3 separate regions of the Mus musculus genome follow, and all the other regions are linked to region 1. A link is a contact called in public HiChIP or PLAC-seq and promoter capture Hi-C data. All regions are on one chromosome and are shown on one strand. The core of a region is the stretch at or near the end of the contact, and the rest is flanking DNA. Distances in the headings are between cores, read along the strand shown. Region 1 holds the start of Camk1 (calcium/calmodulin-dependent protein kinase I). Region 2 holds the start of Vhl (von Hippel-Lindau tumor suppressor). Region 3 holds the start of Brk1 (BRICK1, SCAR/WAVE actin-nucleating complex subunit).

What was found. HiChIP or PLAC-seq counts read pairs in DNA pulled down with a chosen protein or histone mark. Capture Hi-C pulls out chosen DNA fragments and counts their contacts.
Region 2: a promoter capture Hi-C map of pancreatic islet shows a contact between it and region 1. The contact joins the promoter of Vhl here to the promoter of Camk1 in region 1. A contact is called at or near these places in 4 of 39 promoter capture datasets (3T3-L1-derived adipocytes, hippocampal neurons and liver), 1 of 484 Hi-C or Micro-C datasets (palatal mesenchyme), 2 of 115 datasets of contacts at active chromatin or transcription factors (embryonic stem cells and memory CD8 T cells) and 3 of 9 other capture datasets (adipose tissue, liver and pancreatic islet).
Region 3: a FOXA1 HiChIP or PLAC-seq map of pancreatic cancer cells shows a contact between it and region 1. The contact joins the promoter of Brk1 here to the promoter of Camk1 in region 1. A contact is called at or near these places in 4 of 39 promoter capture datasets (the 3T3-L1 cell line, hippocampal neurons and liver), 1 of 484 Hi-C or Micro-C datasets (palatal mesenchyme), 2 of 115 datasets of contacts at active chromatin or transcription factors (microglia and pancreatic cancer cells) and 3 of 9 other capture datasets (adipose tissue, liver and pancreatic islet).

The regions. Positions count from the first base shown.
Region 1 is chr6:113,342,462-113,345,289 of GRCm38.p6, forward strand. Camk1 (calcium/calmodulin-dependent protein kinase I) reads right to left here and starts at 1,461. Exons shown (of 12, transcript NM_133926.2): 1 at 1,375-1,461.
Region 2 is chr6:113,622,538-113,625,365 of GRCm38.p6, forward strand. Vhl (von Hippel-Lindau tumor suppressor) reads left to right here and starts at 1,457. Exons shown (of 3, transcript NM_009507.4): 1 at 1,457-1,841. The coding sequence starts at 1,604.
Region 3 is chr6:113,603,393-113,606,220 of GRCm38.p6, forward strand. Brk1 (BRICK1, SCAR/WAVE actin-nucleating complex subunit) reads left to right here and starts at 1,380. Exons shown (of 3, transcript NM_133937.1): 1 at 1,380-1,504. The coding sequence starts at 1,387.

The DNA of each region.
Region 1 (2,828 bases), core at 211-2,710:
TGTTACCAAGGCAACATCAGCCACAGCTGGAACTCCCCAGACCTAGCCCTCCTGACTCCCTGTCTGTGTCCCAGCAGCCGGAAAACTGATCTCACCTGTCTGTCCCCTCCTGGAGGGGACCTATCTTGGACCTTTCCCTAGACAGCTCTGTGTCATCTTACAAGAAAGGGTGGGTTCTCTCCCCATGTATCATGTGAGAAATCTCGGAAACTGAGGTTGGAGATGGATAGAATGAGTCCAGAGTTGCCCAAGAGAGTCCCAGCTAAGCTTGCTAAGGACAAAGGGTGTCATGTGTTGGTCCAGTAGGAGACTACTAGACTGGGGGAATCATTCAGAAAAGTCAACATCTCAGAATCAACTGAGTTTGAAGCCAGAACAGAGCCCCTCATGCCCTAGAGCTCTGGGAAAGCAACCTCCTGGTTCCTTTGGGAAGAATGAAGAGAAGGCACCCTGACCAGAACTGAGAGTCCACTCCTTGAGTGGGACCTTGTTCCCAGAGCATTGGCCAGCATCCCAGGTTTTCTGATGAAAGAGGCAATGGTAAATCCATGTAAAGTCAAACCCACATGGATGCCAGCACTAATGACCCTCACAGTTCCACACCCTGCAGCAGACACCACTCCACATCAGCAGTACATGAATCTTGAGTCCAGACACCTTCCTGCTAGATCCATCACACTGCACACCACGTCACCTGGTTGTGCACATATGCCCAGCATCAACACACGTTCATATACACCACTCACACCTACCTGTCCATCCAAAACACCCAGACCCTACACTGCAGTACTGATTCCATGCACACACGAACAAGGTGGCATCCGTTCCCACATACCAGACATAGCAACTTAGTCCTGTCTATGCCCTCCAACTCCTCAGCCCAGAGCCCTACACAGCAAACCAAGCCTTAACAATCTGCCTAACTAAACCCCCTCAGAGGAAGACCAAACCTCCCCTGAACTCTACCCCGCAAGCCAGACAGCAGTGTGTGTGTATCCTTGAACACCATATGCAACAACAAAAATGAATTCCCAGATACCTTTACACAACTGAAGCACATTCCTGCTTCAGGGAACCCCTCACATGCCCTCCCCGATCTACTCTTCCAAATGCCCACGCCCTTCCATGGTCAGGCCTAGCGCTTGGACATACACCACACACACACAGACCCTTCCCCACCCTTTTCTGATATCCAGGCAATATCCATGGAGGTCACCTAGCACCTAAAGGGCCTGGGACGGGAGGTGGGAGAGAAAGGCCCAGCCCTGTTCCGTCTGTCTGTCCAGGGGCCAGGCGCCCCTCCCACCCTTGGGCTTCAGTATCTTGTGGCTGGAGCGCCCCGCTGCACAGAGCCGGGGCAACCCTCAGTTGTACCTGCGGCTGCCCCGCCTCGGGGCTGGCTGCGAGGGCCGAGGTGGCTGGTGCGGAGCTCCCGCCGCGTCTGTGCCTGGTCAGTTTGCCTGCTCAGTCGCTGGCGCTCGGCTGGGGCTCGGCTCCCTCGGCCCGCCTGCGGCTCTGATGTCAATGGAGGAGGAGCCTGCGGCAGAGGACCTGGGGACTAGGGACGAGCACTCTCGGACTGGAGAAGTGGGCCCAGTTGTTCTGTTACAGGCCCTATAGCATGCTTATGTGCCCTTTGGTCGTCAGCAGGAGACAAGTGAGAGCCACAGATGGTCTTGAAATCAGCACTTAGTTAGAAGCAGATGATTTTTGAACCAATATTTATGAGATGCCAGAGGCTGGCCAGCTTGAACCTGGCATTGTTTTCAAAACAGTTCTGGGACCTGCCTTAGAGTTCTTAGTCTCCTTCTCCTCCTCTCCTCACCTTCCATTTAAAAGGAGCTGGACCTATGCAAGACTCAGAAGACTAGTAAGGGGCTGATGAAAAGCTGTAAGGTCCCATTTAATAGGCAGATAAACTGAGGACCTACACCAGCAAAACAGAGCTAAGGCTTCTATCCCACACACTTTCAGGTACTGCTCAAAGAGACTAGGGAAGAGAAGTGGAAGGGGGAGATGCAGTTAAATCTGGATCCTTAAGGAAGCAAGCCAAAGAGGACCAAAGTGCCATGTGACCGTGGCTGGGAGCCAGGGTGGGGAGGGTGGAGCATATCCCTTCCTGGGGCTCTAGGCTTGGGGCCAAGGGACCTGACCCGACTTGGTTTATGCAAGGCTCTTTGGGACTAAATTGAGCTCAGACTAGAAGGGGAATCAACTGGCAGGAATTAGAGGTAGGTCTGCCCTGGAGCCAGGCAAAGGACGCAACCTGGCCTGTCTAGGGCAGCTCTCCCTCCTGAGTTCAACCTCTGTTTCTCCCAGTTTGGCCCTCCTCTGTCCTGGAGTGGTCAGGCCTCAGAAGACTAAGCTAAGATGCTAGAAAGGTTTTGAAGTCAACCACCTCCCTTTCTGCTCTCCCTTTCTGAGCCTCAGTTTCTTCCCTGAGACATGGACTTATTAACGACTGACTCTAAGTTTTCTTGAGAGTTCTGTGTAGTGGGTGTGCAAGTACTTAGAACACTAGTTCAAAACAAGCTGGTGTGGTGTCTGACACAATCTTAGCACTTCAGAAGCAGAGATAGGTGCATTGTGAAATGTTCTAAGCAAGCCGGTGGTGAGGTTCTCCTTCAAGGGGAGGAGGAAGAAAAGACAAAACAGGAGGATTCGGGGATGGTTCAGTGGGCGAGCGGCTCAAGGACAAGACCTGAGTTCAAATACTCAGAGCCTGTGTAAGAAGCTGGAGGGGGCTGTGTGCCTCTGTAACCCCAGAACTGAGGGGGAGCATGCCACCAGCCTAGCCCCAGGTTCAGAGAGGGGTGCTGTACAAGGGA
Region 2 (2,828 bases), core at 207-2,706, 280 kb after region 1:
CACCCGTACATTTTTAATTTTTTGTTTATTTATTTACTTTGGTTTTTTGGGTTTTTGAGACAAGGTTTCTCTGTCTGTCCTGGAACTCACTTTGTAGACCAGGCTGGCCTCGAACTCAGAAATCCTCCTGCCTCTGCCTCCCAAGTGCTGGGATTAAAGGCGTGCGCCACCACTGCCCGGCCCGTACATTTAAAAAAAGCTCATCTGATGAAACTTCTGCCAGAAATGTCTATGGAAAAATGGCACTGAATGTTATCTGATAGTAGTTGTATGCTAATTCTTTGAACCAGTCATGGTAGCACATATCTAGAATGCCAGTACTTGGGAGGCAGACACAGGAGTGCCACTAATTTGAGGCCAGCCTGGGCTATATATATTCAGCTGCAAGGCAATGGGAACTATGCAATAAGTCTGCGTCTAAAAAGAAAAAGACAAAATATTTTAAAATTCTATTCACAAACATAAAAAAGTTTGAAAGGAAACAAAAACTGGTAATACTGTTTTCTGGGAATGCAGATGGAAAAGGAGGGAAAGTTTTACTTTTGTACTCTGGAAGACATTTTGAAATGTGTAGTTAAAAATAGAGACAGACTCAAACTCATCAATGAGAAAAACTTTAAATAATAGCATAGGTGGGCCCGGCAGCGGTGGTACTCAGCTTTTATATCAACACTTGGGAGGCAGAGGCAGGAGATTGGAGGTCAGACTGGTCTACAGAGTGAGTTCCAAGAGAGCTGGAGCTACCCAGAGAAACCCTGTCTTGAAAAACCAAAAAGCAAAGGCAGAAGGGGAAATATGGCAAGCCCGTGGAGATCTTAAGAGAAGAAATTAAATTTAAGTACACTCAAAAAAAAAAAAATATATATATATATATGAGGCTCATGCCTGTAATTCCAGCACTCTGGAGTCAGAGGCAGGAGATCACTCTTAAGTTTGAAGCTGGTTTGGTCTGTACACGGAATTCCAGACCAGCCAGGGGGAAACAATGCTACCCAAAAAAAAAAAAAAAAAAAAATCCAACTGCCCTTGGTCCCTGTTCTCTGGAGTCTGAGGCAGGGAGATCTTTGAGTTCAGGACAAGCCGGATATACATAATGAGTTCTAGGCCTACATAGTGAGACCCTACCTCAAAGCAAGTCTTTCTGGCATGGAGATAACGGCTTTAATCCCAGTACTCTGGAAGCAGAGGCAGGCAGATCTCCGAGAGTTCGAGGCCAGACTGATCTAGGGTGTGAGTTCCAGGACAGCCAGGATTACACGAAGAAACTCTATCTTGGGGGAAAAAAAAAAAAGAAGGAAAAAGAAAAGGAAAGGAAACAAACAGAAACCCAACTGTAGGAGGTGGAATTTATAACCCGGGGCTCCGCCGCGGCCCCGCCCCGCCGCCCCGCCGCCCCGCCCACTGCTGCGGCCCCGCCCACCGCCGCGGCCCCTGGCTCCGTGCCGCCCCGCCCCCCAGTTTGAGGGCTCCCGGCGGCCATTTCCGCCTTCAAGTTGCCCGGAGCGCGTCTGGGACCGGCAGACCTGTCCCGGAGCGCGTAGATCCGCACGCACGCACGCGCCGCCCACGTCCAGCTTGCGAATCCGAGGGACCCGTTCCAATAATGCCCCGGAAGGCAGCCAGTCCAGAGGAGGCGGCGGGGGAGCCCGGTCCTGAGGAGATGGAGGCTGGGCGGCCGCGGCCGGTGCTGCGCTCGGTGAACTCGCGCGAGCCCTCTCAGGTCATCTTCTGCAACCGCAGCCCGCGCGTCGTGCTGCCTTTGTGGCTCAACTTCGACGGCGAGCCTCAGCCCTACCCGATCTTACCACCGGGCACCGGCCGCCGCATCCACAGCTACCGAGGTACGAGCCGCGCGCTAGGCCGCTGCTGCTGTAACAGGCGGGGCGCTTTCTCTCCGACCCCGAGCATCTTGTCCCTACCCACTGCATCTACCCCGAGAAAATGCCCGGCCCCTACCAGTGATTTCGGATGCAGTGTTAACCCAGTTCCCGGTCAGGTTCGGCATGCGAACCTGCCTTGGTGATGACAACTTGGAGGGTTACAGACAAAAAAAATGTATGAACAGACAAGAACCAGCCTGTGTCATAATTGCTGCGCTAGGCACCGAGCTTAGAGGTTTGCGAAAGCATGGGCAGAGTGTGGGTGCGTCCAGGTGAAGAAAGAGCACGCAGCTTAGGAGAACCGGAGTAGGATAAGTCAGCTGAGGGAGTTAACAGTTGTAGTTGGGGGATCACCTTTACCGATTGGCGTCTTGGCCGAAAACAAGTGAGTATGGGATAACGGGTTGAACTCTCGATCTTTCTGCCTTCGCCACTGATTTCAGGTTTGTACCAAGCCTGACCACGTAAGCTTATTAACTGTGACAAGCATCAGTGGAAGTCAGTCAGTTCTATCAGTGTCATGACTGGATGGCTATGAAAAACAAGTGAAGCCGCTCTCAGGTGTACAATCCCCAGGACTCAGAAAACCGAGGCAAGATGACTGCACCAGGCTTTTTTGGTTTGCCGCCAAACAGTGAGAGAAAAAGTTCAAAAGTTGATTTTAGCCGTAGTGAATTGGGGCTGTTTGACATTGCCTTATTTATGTATTGAAAAAAAATGTACCCAGATCTGTGTGTGGTAGCCCAGGACTCAGGAGGCCAAGACAGAAGGATTTCACTGAGTGCAAGTCCAGCCTTGGCTAAGCCCCAAGATTGTGTCTGAAGCAACCAGCCAGACAGCTGAGTGATGTGGGAATTTTGTAGATCAGGCTGGCCTCTCACTGAAATCCAACTTCCTTCTGCCCCCTGAGTACTGGGATTAAAGCAAAGGCCTTTGTCACCAAGGCCG
Region 3 (2,828 bases), core at 130-2,629, 260 kb after region 1:
CATGCCAGCACTCGGGAGGCAGAGACAGGCGGATATCTGAGTTCGAGGCCAGCCTGGTCTACAAAGTGAGTTCTAGGACAGCCAGGGCTACACAGACAAACCCTGATTTGGAAAAAGAAAGAAAGAAAGAAAGAAAGAAAGAAAGAAAGAAAGAAAGAAAGAAAGAAAGAAAGAAAGAAAGAAAGAAAGAAAGAAAGAAAGAGAGAAAGAAAGAGAGAGAGAAAGAGAGAGAGAAAGAGAGAGAGAGAGAGAGAAAGAGAGAGAAAGAGAGAGAAAGAGAGAGAAAGAGAGAGAAAGAGAGAGAAAGAGAGAGAAAGAGAGAGAAAGAGAGAGAAAGAGAGAGAAAGAGAGAGAAAGAGAGAGAAAGAGAGAGAAAGAGAGAGAAAGAGAGAGAAAGAGAGAGAAAGAGAGAGAAAGAGAGAGAAAGAGAGAAAGAGAGAGAAAGAGAGAGAAAGAGAGAGAGAAAGAGAGAGAAAGAGAGAGAAAGAGAGAAAGAGAGAGAAAGAGAGAGAAAGAGAGAGAAAGAGAGAGAAAGAGAGAGAAAGAGAGAGAAAGAGAGAGAAAGAGAGAGAAAGAGAGAGAAAGAGAGAGAAGAGAAAGAAAGAAAGAAAAGTATTTTGCTCATTTGGTAAATATGGAGATTCAGAGTTGGTGGGACACCTCGAACAATAAAGACACTGAAGCTGATGATCTGAGTGTTCAGTCCCACAAGATGGAAGGTGAGGAACCCACTCCTGCAAGTTGTCCTGTAACTTCCGCCCGCGTGTTGTGCCACGTAAGCGCTCACATATAATACGAATAAAATAATTTTAACCTGGCGGTGGTGGCCACATTTTTAATCTCAGCACTCCGGAGGGAAAGGCAGGCTGATCTCTGTGAGTTCGAGGCCAGCCTGGTCTACAGAGGGAGTACAAGGACAGCCAAGACTACACAGAGAGACCCTGTCTCGAAAAACAACAACAACAACAAATTTTAAAAGAAAACGAGAATGAACAGAGTTGTGACCCAAGCATGACAAGCATTCTGAATAAACGGGATTCGTGGACTGTGCCCATCACAGCTAACAAGGTGCAAGAGAGCTTGGAGCAACCCTTAGGCGGAGGTGGGAATGTGTGGGCGCCCCCTAACGACAAGATCCGCTAGTGGTCAGCGGGTGCTTGTAACCGGGGACAGGGTAGCTCTTAGTCTTCACATCGCGAGTGGAGGAATCTTGTTTACCCCAGCGTGGGAGCCAAGCTAGAGCGCAGGGATTAGAGTGCGCACGCGCGTCGCTCTGCCAGCCCTTTCTGGGGCTCGAACACTCGGGTACTGGCTGGCGGCGCAGGCGCGCTGGAGGCCTGTAGAGGTCGCGGCGCCTGCGCAGTCACTCTTCCTCAGGCGGCCGCCATGGCGGGACAAGAGGATCCGGTGCAGCGGGAGATTCACCAGGACTGGGCGAACCGGGAGTACATTGAGATCATCACCAGCAGCATCAAGAAAATCTCAGACTTTCTCAACTCTTTCGGTCAGCGGGCGAGCAGGGGAGGCTGGGAGGAGGGAGGCCTGGGAGGCGGCCGGCGGCGGGGAGGAGAGGCGCGCCGCCCTGGCTACTCGCTTCCTCTTTGGCTGCCCGCCGGCCCCAGTGCCCTCACCCCGAGCCTCACTGGGCCGTTTCCGAGGGTCTACCCTGCCCGTTGCCATGCCCCACTTGCGCTCGTCAGCACGCCCACTGTCCAGCCTCTTAGGCCCATCCATCATCCGCCCCGGTTTGCGCCGCGCTTCCGTGCCAGTCTTCACTTGGCAGGCAGTGCGCAGCCGTGTCACGGTCACGGTCGCGCTTACTGTTGAGAGACTCCTGCTCGTTGTCCATCTCCTTCAGGAAGAAGTCCGAACCCCTTTGATGTCATGCCTTCTATTGCTCCCGTTTAACCACTCCCGGCAGGTTCATTCATCCCCGGCTCGATTTGGTGCTAGTGCTGAGGGTTGTAAGGGATGGGGCCCGCTCGGGCCTTGGGAATGGCTTTTCTAGCCCTGTATCTGCTTCATGGTAGGTGCTCTGGATGCTTCTGTCTGGCTCCTCGGATTTTACAGGGCAGATGGTTTCAGCAGAGTCCACTTTTCCAAAAAACTATTCCTAGGTGTGGCCGGCTAGTGACAGTCTTGATTTCTTTCTGCGTGCGTTCCTAGCCTTCTGGACTGAAAACCTGTTACAGACTTCTTATGGTCTCCGGAAGGGTTCTTTCAGGGACCTTCTTACACAATACAAGACGTGCAGATGGCATCCAGTGATCTTTTTCACTAGAGTGCTTTGGTTCTACTAATTAGCAACTTTCAGCATCTTGGGGAGAAAGTGCTGTATTTTGAAAAAAATTAAAGTGAATCGTATATTTTCTAGCTAAAGACCCGATGAGTCCTAAGTAGTATGATAGAAGGTAACCGAACAGTAGCTTCAATTACGGGGTGTAGTTCAGGGATTGGGCTCCTGAGTGGTAAGCACAAGACCCCGGCATCCCCCACTTCTTAGAGTTTTCTTTCTCTCTCTCCTTTTTTTTCCTCCTTTTTTTGTGTTTTGTTTTGTTTTTTGGTTGGTTGGGGGTTTTTTGTTTTGTTTTGTTTTTGTTTTTTGAGAAAAGAGAACAAAAAGGAAATTGGAAATGCATCATTAAGGGGCAGGGGATGCCTAGTCTGTAGAGTATTGGCCTAGCACCCACACACCATGCCTTTAATAGCAGCACTCAGGATGCAGAGGCAGGAGGACCAGGAGGAACTCCCAAGTCATCTGCTTCATAGAGAGTTTTGAGTCCAGCCTGGTAGAGCAAAGCAAACATCAGCAGGCGTAATTGGTTCTT